Linked DNA regions of Zea mays: region 1 is linked to region 2. Evidence: chromatin contacts called from public Hi-C data. All regions are on one chromosome and are shown on one strand. The core of a region is the stretch at or near the end of the contact, and the rest is flanking DNA. Distances in the headings are between cores, read along the strand shown.

Region 1 (4,125 bases), core at 671-3,170, 310 kb before region 2:
CTCTTGGGGCCGCTCGCTTCCCTCACCCGCGTGGACGCTTGTAACCCCCCTACTGCAAGCGCACCTGACCTGGGCGCGGGACGAACACGAAGGCCGCGGGACTTCCACCTCTCTCACGCTCGACTCCGGCCACCTCGCCTCTCCCCCCTTCGCGCTCGTCCACGCGCTCGACCCATCAGGGCTGGGGCACGCAGCACACTCACTCGTCGGCTTAGGGACCCCCCTGTCTCGAAACGCCGACACCTGGTGTGGAAGACCATCCTGCCTCTAAGAAATAAAGACCGAAAGTTTAGGAAATGGTCGCCAAGCTGGGAGGGTCCATACAAAGTAAAACAGGTAATATCTGGTAACGCCTATTTATTACAAACATTACAAGACAAAGATTTGCCCAAAGCTTTAAATGGACGTTTCCTCAAGCAGTACCATCCTATTATGTGGCAAGATGTTAAGAAAACCGATGTAATCATATCGAGTTAGTTGCTTTTGGTTTGCTCAGCTCCACCAAAAGGCAGGGGGCATATGTTGGTCACCAAATTGAGCCGCCGGACGGTCCGGCCCTGGGGCCGGACGGTCCGCGCGCGCGCAGAACAGATTAGGGTTCCGAGTTTCTTGCTGTGTTTATTGACGAAATTCACGGAATTAGCTCGGAGAGTTTGTTTGTAAAGGGTCCAGCCCTTCTCCTCTATAAAAACAAAGGAATACGACCGATTTATATAATCAATTGAACCTACAATCAATACAATTTACATTTTATCTTAGGAGTAGTTCTAGTCTAATTTTAGTTTAGTCTTCCAATCCCCAAATTCTCCGCTTCTATTCGACTCTACGTCGATTAGAGGAGTCTAGGTCGGTCTGCCGAACCTAGACAACACCTAGGATCTCTCCTCCCCGACGGATTCCCTCTCGGGAGCGAGATCCAGGCGCCGCCGGCGACTTCCGCCGCCCCTGCGCACGCGCGGACCGTTCGGCCTCAGTGCGCGGACCGTCAGGCAGAAAAAACTAAGCCCTGCGCCAGGTCGTGGACCGTCCGGCCCCTGGCCGCGGACCGTCCGCTCCTGTGCAGAGAGCACCGCCGCGGTTCTTGTTTAGTGATTGGCGCCCGAAAAAGTCACCAACAGATGTAAACATGGTGCTTTTTTTAGAGTTCTTTATAAAAATATAGAAAGTTGTTTTGTCAGAGAAATCCGTGCTGAGGTGGCATAGGAAGAGCCTACCTAAAGGAGCCTAATATGTGGCTAACCTAGTAACCTTTGACCTGTCAGCTTAGAAGACTGTTATGCAAGAAAGATTGACGCGGCAATTCTATTTAGCCGCTTCAATAAAGAAAGATGCGACCAACATGTTCGTTAAGGAAAAAAATATTATTTTTAGAAACATTTTAAAAAGGTTATTTTCTAAAAATAAATCCGAGGGCGGAGATGAAAGTGCAACGACCGGCTGGAGGCCGGGAGAGCGTGTGAGTACTGTGTGATGACGTGATCACACGGAGCGTGCACGGCCGGGCGACGCGGTTGGAGGCCGTACGCGGCAAACGACCCGTTCCCTTCCTGACGCCACGCCACCACCAACACGACGCGCCGTCCGTCAACGTCAGGTAAATTGAAGAAGAGCCGCCGTGAGCCTGGCTGACGGCGAAGGAAGACTGGGCGGCGCCGTCCGATCGGGATCCGGAGGCTGGAGGGGGTCGGGCCCATAGGGCCTGCAATGAAGACGCGCGCCGCGTTTGACCGTTGCGCGCAGACGCTTTCCCGTCCAGTCCTACAGGCTACAACTACAAGAGGGGAAAAAGACACGAAGGAAAAAAAAACCAGAGCTGGAAGGAGAGAGAAGGAACCAAAAAAAAAGCTCGGAATTTGTAGTCTCCAAGCCGTGCGACGACCGGACGGGAAGGGGAAGAGAGGGAGGGCCGCCGCTGAAGTCGCCGTCGGTGAGGTACGTCCCCGTCGCCCTTCCGGCGGCGCTAGATCCCGCGTGGGGGGACTGCGGTTCCCCGCGCCTGCAAAGGCGCCGGTCGGTCGGGCCGGCGCTGCGTGTGGCGTGTACCCTTTCGTGTCCTGTCTCGCTGCCGTCGCTTCTCGCGTGGGGGATGGGGTTCCCCTCGTTCTCGCCGCCTGCCGGCTCGTGGTCCTCGTGGGATTCGCATGTAGAGGTCCAGTTTCTGCTTAGGTTCGGGGGCCATGGAGCTGGAGGCAGAGCTGTTGCTAGGGTTCATTAGTGTCGGCTCCCGAGTCCCGACTCCAGCAGTCCAGTTTCAGTAAACGGGGGAGGGCGGTATACCCTGCTCTTCGAAATGGAGGCTCTCCATTTTTAGGCACGGGTCAGCAGCACTGCCCCTGTATCGCATCTTAAGGTCAATTACATATGTCGACGCTATTCTCGACCGTGCTACCATCGCGTTGATTTTTAGTGAGAGTAACATCTGATCATTCATTTATTCTTACCCTTGCCGCGCGCATATTCCTACCAGGAGATCGGTTCCTGCGTGCAGAGGCGGCAACAAGCGCTGCAGAGGGAGGAGGGATTTGGGATGGCTGGTGACGACCATGTGGTGGTTGACGTGAACGGCTTAGCAAAATCCAAGGATGACGGGGGTTCCAAGAAGCTGTCTGAGGATGCAAATGGTTCGGCTCCGGCTGCTGCATCTTTGTCAGCAGCTGTTGACTTGGTCCAGGAGGAGGAGGAGGAGGAGGGTGATGGGGAGGAGGAGCCGCTAATCCAGGCCGCGGAGTGCCGCATATGCCAGGAGGAAGATAGCGTGAAGAACCTCGAGAAACCGTGTGCTTGCAGCGGCAGTCTCAAGGTTTACACCCTACTTAATTAAATTACTGCATGCCATTCTTATCTCCACAGAGCTTTAAGCTTCACAGTTGTTCATGAGGTGTACCTGCAATTAAAATTTTCGCTTTTGGTTCTCTTTTTGCATTAACATGTGTCTGTCATTTCCATTGACATGTTTTCTTGATTAAAAAGCACAAAACGATCACATGGTTCCATTCATAACCATGACACTCTTGTAGGAAACACACTCATCTCTCCCCAATCACTACTGCATCATATCCTGTAATATTGCTTGTCTATATCTGCTCTGTTGGGAGAGCTCCAAGTTATTCATTCACTTCTCTATGCAGTAGAGTTGCACTATTTTTCTACCACATTGCTAACAGGAATGGACCAGTTGATTCAGCTGCTGGTTGGTCCATGTTATGCAACTAGGCATGTTATCACTACACATATCTAACACAACGGTTCCAGTTCATAGCTGGCTGAATTTTATGATCTATCAGTTTAAGGTCATCATCATGCTTAATGTGAATTTCTGATCTGGACTGTTTTTTTGGATAGAGTATAGTAATTAATGACTTCTGAACTGACTATCCTCGCTGCGTTCTTTCATGTTCTTTTTTATTTAGTCACTTTGCTCCTTTTTCATTAATGGTTTATTCATGGACATTTTCAACTTCTACCGCGAAGCCTTCTGATGTTGGAACTTTGTGTTCTCTTCTATTATTTTACCCATAAAAGAACTTGGGATTTATTTTATACCTTTTTGTAATCATGTAAGAAACTTTTTTCTTTCTATTCATGCTGAGTGATATAGTTAAATATTTTTTTGGTGAAACTTGACACATTCAAGAATTTATAGTTTTAATTTTCATGTGCAGTATGCTCACAGAGCTTGCGTGCAACGCTGGTGCAACGAGAAAGGAGACACTACTTGTGAAATTTGTCATGAGGTTGGTTAAGTTTTTCTCAGGTTCATTATTCTGGTTCTAGTTTTTTAGTGCTGAATCTGCTGATGCAAAATTGGCATAGTATATATGTTGATATTTGTATCTCTAAAGTCTTGTTGCCCATGTTTCTTCTACTCGAAGGGTTTTTATCGTGATCACCTCACTAGTCACTAGTATTATGCACTACAAATAATTAGAACTAAAATGATACAAGGTCCTTGTCATATTCTTTGATACCATGTGCAGTGCTTTTCTATCTACCTGGGTTTGTACTAGAAGGTTTGTGATCATGTGGTATTAGACTTTAGTGTTTTTAGGCTAGTGATTTAATTTGGATGGTGATTTAACAAAGTGACGGATCATATTATAATTTTGTGTGTTTTAAATGGTATTT
Region 2 (4,483 bases), core at 1,207-3,706:
TGCAAACTACGTAACATAACACAGCAAGGACTGTTTCAGCACTAGGGATGAAAATGAATGGGGTTAGTTGGGATAATTCCTATTCCATTTTCATTGTCACATTTTATTTTAGAAACGGGGTCGAAAACGGACTAGCGGTATAGCGAAAAAGAACCAAAACGAACAGAATAAATAGATAACGGATTGAAATCAGACATAAAAAGCAAAAACATTGACGCATAGAGTATAAAAATAAAGTAGTATTGCAATTGATTGATACATCTCATCTAGACATATAAAAGCAATATATTATAATATACATATGGGTACGAAAGAAAATAATTAATTATGGATTAGTTTGTTGTGATGTGACATAGTTGTCTATGGTTTGTTCATTATATTGTCTAAAATAGGATATTATATGTGAATAAAAGCGGGATATCATGACTAAAAACGGGAAAAGTGAAAACAGTCAGAAAACACCCATATTGTTTCCATCCAATTTCCACATTTATGAAGAATAAAAATCGAAAACGATCGGAATTCCCATAAATACGAATTGTAACGGGTCAATGTACAAATTGGAGCAGAGCGAAATGGGATCGCTTAGTTAAACAAATCGCTTCCAGGTTACGTCCTACACGCCACCCTTTCCTTCAGCTGGACTGTTGTAGCGCGGGCGGTGATGCCCCCTGCCAGTGATGTGGAGGACATGGTTCGAGGATTTTTCTACTAAGTGATCAAAGACTAGCAATATTCTTATTCTGAGCGTAGGACTTGTTGACATCGTTACTTGAAGTTGTTGAATAATGGGAAATTAGCTCATTTTCTGACTCAAACACCGGGAATCTCCAAGTAGATTTAAGTTTCCATACTACAGCCCTTGATATAAGGAGGTTGTCATAGTTTTTTTTTTCTGCCATATCTTATCTTATCTTAAGGAATCCTATTTTGTTCGGCATGATAACTTTTTTCCTTAGTTTAAGGAGAAAAGGGGCACACAGTTTTCTTTGGTGGCCGCAACTTTTACTGGCTGTTAGTTTTCAGTTTCTCCCTTTACTCTCCTTGAATCACGCGCCTTTGTCTTGCGAGGCGTTGTTGCTTCTGTTGCTGTTTTGATTCCTTCGCTTTTGGTTATTATTAATCTTGTTTTTATTTTATCAATTTGAGCTAATCTTAATAGGGAAAACATGCACCACGAGGAATCGGGATCGGGGCCCATTATCGTCCCTAAGCCTGAGTCCAGGCAGAGCAGCCGAGGAGGCGGCCCAGCCCGGACAGGCCCAAGACGTAGCGGTGCAGGTCGCTCCGCGCGCGCGAGCCAGGAGCGGCGCGGCGCTGCAGGCCCAGAGACCAGGCGACGGAGTGGCGCGGCCCACCGGCTGGAAGCTGACCATTTTATTCCGTTGGTGGATCATCAGATCATCACATTATTACATTACAGTGTATTATAAAGTTAAGAAGAAAAATACAATAATACTATTATATATTAGGTGATAAACCGGGTGGATGTGGATGGATGTGGATGGGAAGCTTAATTATTAGCTGCTGCTGATGTAGTGGTTCATCTTGTCGTAGTACCTATCCCAGATCATGAGGCCACCGTAGTTGGGCGCCTTCTGGGCGAACTGCAGCACGTTGTAGTAGAGGTCCTTCTGGAACATGTACGCGTCCTTGTCCGCCTCGGGCGACGCCACGACGCCGACGAACACGCGGCTGGCCGGGTACGCCGCGGCCCACTTCTCCCACGCCTCCCGGTCGGACCAGGTGCACTTGAGGTCGCCGTACAGGCGGACGTGGACGCGGGAGACGAGCCCCGTGGCGAGCGCCGCCTGCGCGCGCGGGTCCGGGTACGCGCACCGCACCGTGGCCGTCAGCGTCACCCCGAGCCTGCCGCGGTAGCTCCTGTTGTAGGCGTAGAGGCGCCTGGCCAGCTCGTCGTAGTGGCCGTCGACGCCGCCCTGGTCGATGTACAGGTCGACGCCGTCCAGCGCCGCGTCGCCGAACGGGCGGCGCAGCCCCGCGCGCGAGCCGCCCAGGTAGGCGTCCCACAGGTACGCGGCGAGGTCCGCCGCCGCCCGCGCGGACGGGAGGGAGTAGCCGGCGCCGGCGCCGGTGTTGGTGTTGGGCGGCCCGCCGATGGAGAGGAGCACGAGGATGCCCTTGGCCTGGCAGTGCTTGACGTCGGCGCCGACGCCCGCGAGCGGGTGGCCCGAGAGGTCGAGCGAGTAGTAGGCGGCGCCGTGGCCGAAGCCGCGGAGGAAGGAGATGATGACGGTGGTGTAGGTGCCCGTGTCGCAGGCCTCGCGCAGCGTGCCCTCGTCCTTGTTCCGGCCCCAGAAGACGGCCACGTCGCCCGGGCCGGTGGCGGCCAGCGACAGCGAGCCGGATGCCGCCAGCAGGGAGAGGAGGAGGATGCCGCACGGACGCCGCCGCGTGAACGCCATTGCTATGTGCTGGAGTGTGGGTTGATGGGTGAAGACTGCGGGCGCGGAGCACGTGTATTTATGCATGGATCGGAGTAGCTAAGGTGACGAGGGCCATGATGATTATTGGTAGTAGCAGACACATGTGTTCTTCGTTGACGATATTATATTATCCATACATAGAAAAAGGGTTTGCAGAAGCATCTCGTCAGTGAGACTGAGAGAGTGGGGGACAGCACCGCAGCAGATGAGCATGCACATGCTGACCCATGTGTCGGTGATCGACGACGACGCTGACCGCGCCAGAAAGCCGGCGAGGTTTGACCACTGCTGGCTGCTGCAAAACAGCCTGGCACATAGCCATTTCCCGACTATTCTGTGTGTGGAGTAGAGATGGTAATGGGATCTGATCTTTTATTCTTCGTAGGAAATTTTTTCATTAAGGGCTTGTTTGGAAGCAAGTGAAATGAAAGGTATTGATAGGACTATAATCCCTTGCTATCTAAAATTGAATAGTGGAGGATTATAGGTCCTTCAATCCACTTCATTACCTTTACTCCCAAACAAGCTCTAAAGGGTGAGGATAGTGAAGTTTCTTCTCTAATTTCCCCGCCGGTTAAACGGGATGGAGATGGGAAACATTCTCTATACCTATTCCCCGTAGTGACTCGTTAAATTTACATGTAACGATGTTTTAATATAATAGTTTATAAAATAAATAATTATCTTGTCAGGAGATCGTTCGTTGTATAAATATATTCATTTTAGTGTATATATAACATTTTTTATATCTAACAATGCGTATAATTGATAATGTTTTACATTAATAACAAATGAAATATGATCAATTATATATATCACTTGTTCGGTTAGGAGTGGATTGAAGGGAAATGGATGGTATTAAATCCTCTTTTAATCTCCCTCAATCCACCTCTCAATTAGGAGGGGATTTAATTTCATCTAATCCCTCTCAATTTACCTTTAACCGAACAAACCTTTAGTAGGGTGTCTTTAAGGCTAGTTTGGAAACTCAAATTCACTTCGAAATTGAAGAGGATTGGACAGGAAATTAGTTCATTTATACCTCAATCCTCTCTAATCCCGAAGGGAATTTAAGGTTTCAAAGTAGCCTTTAGTGGAGTGTCTACAATGTTGGGTCTACGAGGATCCATGCATGGCCGATTAGGGGCTTGTTCGGTTAGGGGTGGATTGAGAGGGATTGAAGGGGATTCAATCCCCTTCTATACAAATTTAAATAGGAGGGGATTTAATCCCCTCCAATCCCCCTTAAACCCCTCCAAACCGAACAAGCCCTAGATGGGTGGTGCCATGGGGTCCACAGACATGCCAATTATGGGTATTTCACTCAATATCCTACCCTCGTTGAATAGTATAGCATGGAGAAGGTCGATGATGTCCGATAGGTTAGATGGAAAGTGAGGATTGTGTTATGATGAATGGAATATGACGATAATAAAATTAGGAGCAAACGACCATTAATTGTTCGAAGTAGTAACGACCCTCTGTATTTATAGGCCACACCTATAGTCAAGAGAAAAATACACTTGCCCCAAAACAAGGGGGTCTTCACACATATTTATAGGTATACTACGAAGACATAATTGATAAAGAGTCTAATGATACTTATCCATATCATAAATATTATTATTTTATTATATAAATTTGATTAAAGTTAATATATTTTAATCGTCGAAGAAAAGGTTGAAACCACTTATTCGTTAGGGTCGAGGGAGTGAGAGCACCTAGAGGGGGGTGAATAGGTGATCCTGTGAAACTTGAAAACTTAAGTCACAAAACTTGGTTAATCGTTAGCACAATAATTGTCAAGTGGCTAGAGAGGAGTCAAAACACAATAACCACAAGAAATCAATCACAGAGATGGCACGGTGGTTATCCCGTGGTTCGGCCAAGACCAACGCTTGCCTACTCCACGTTGTGGCGTCCCAACGGACGAGGGTTGCAATCAACCCCTCTCAAGCGGTCCAAAGACCCACTTGAATACCACGGTGTTTTGCTTGCTTTTTCTCAATCCCGTTTGCGAGGAATCTCCACAACTT

The links. A called contact is a pair of places that touch in the nucleus more often than the background predicts.
Region 1: a Hi-C map of ear shows a contact between it and region 2, with 2.8 times the contacts expected there. The contact joins the promoter of LOC100193371 here to the promoter of LOC100272870 in region 2. A contact is called at or near these places in 3 of 25 Hi-C or Micro-C datasets (ear, endosperm and leaf).

What each region holds. Positions count from the first base shown.
Region 1 is chr4:7,964,929-7,969,053 of Zm-B73-REFERENCE-NAM-5.0, reverse strand. It overlaps LOC100193371, which reads left to right and starts at 1,920. Exons shown (of 8, transcript NM_001138501.1): 1 at 1,920-1,932; 2 at 2,468-2,800; 3 at 3,663-3,734. The coding sequence starts at 2,528.
Region 2 is chr4:7,655,777-7,660,259 of Zm-B73-REFERENCE-NAM-5.0, reverse strand. It overlaps LOC100272870 (Acidic endochitinase), which reads right to left and starts at 2,456. Exons shown (of 1, transcript NM_001147323.2): 1 at 1,347-2,456. The coding sequence starts at 2,426. The coding sequence ends at 1,521.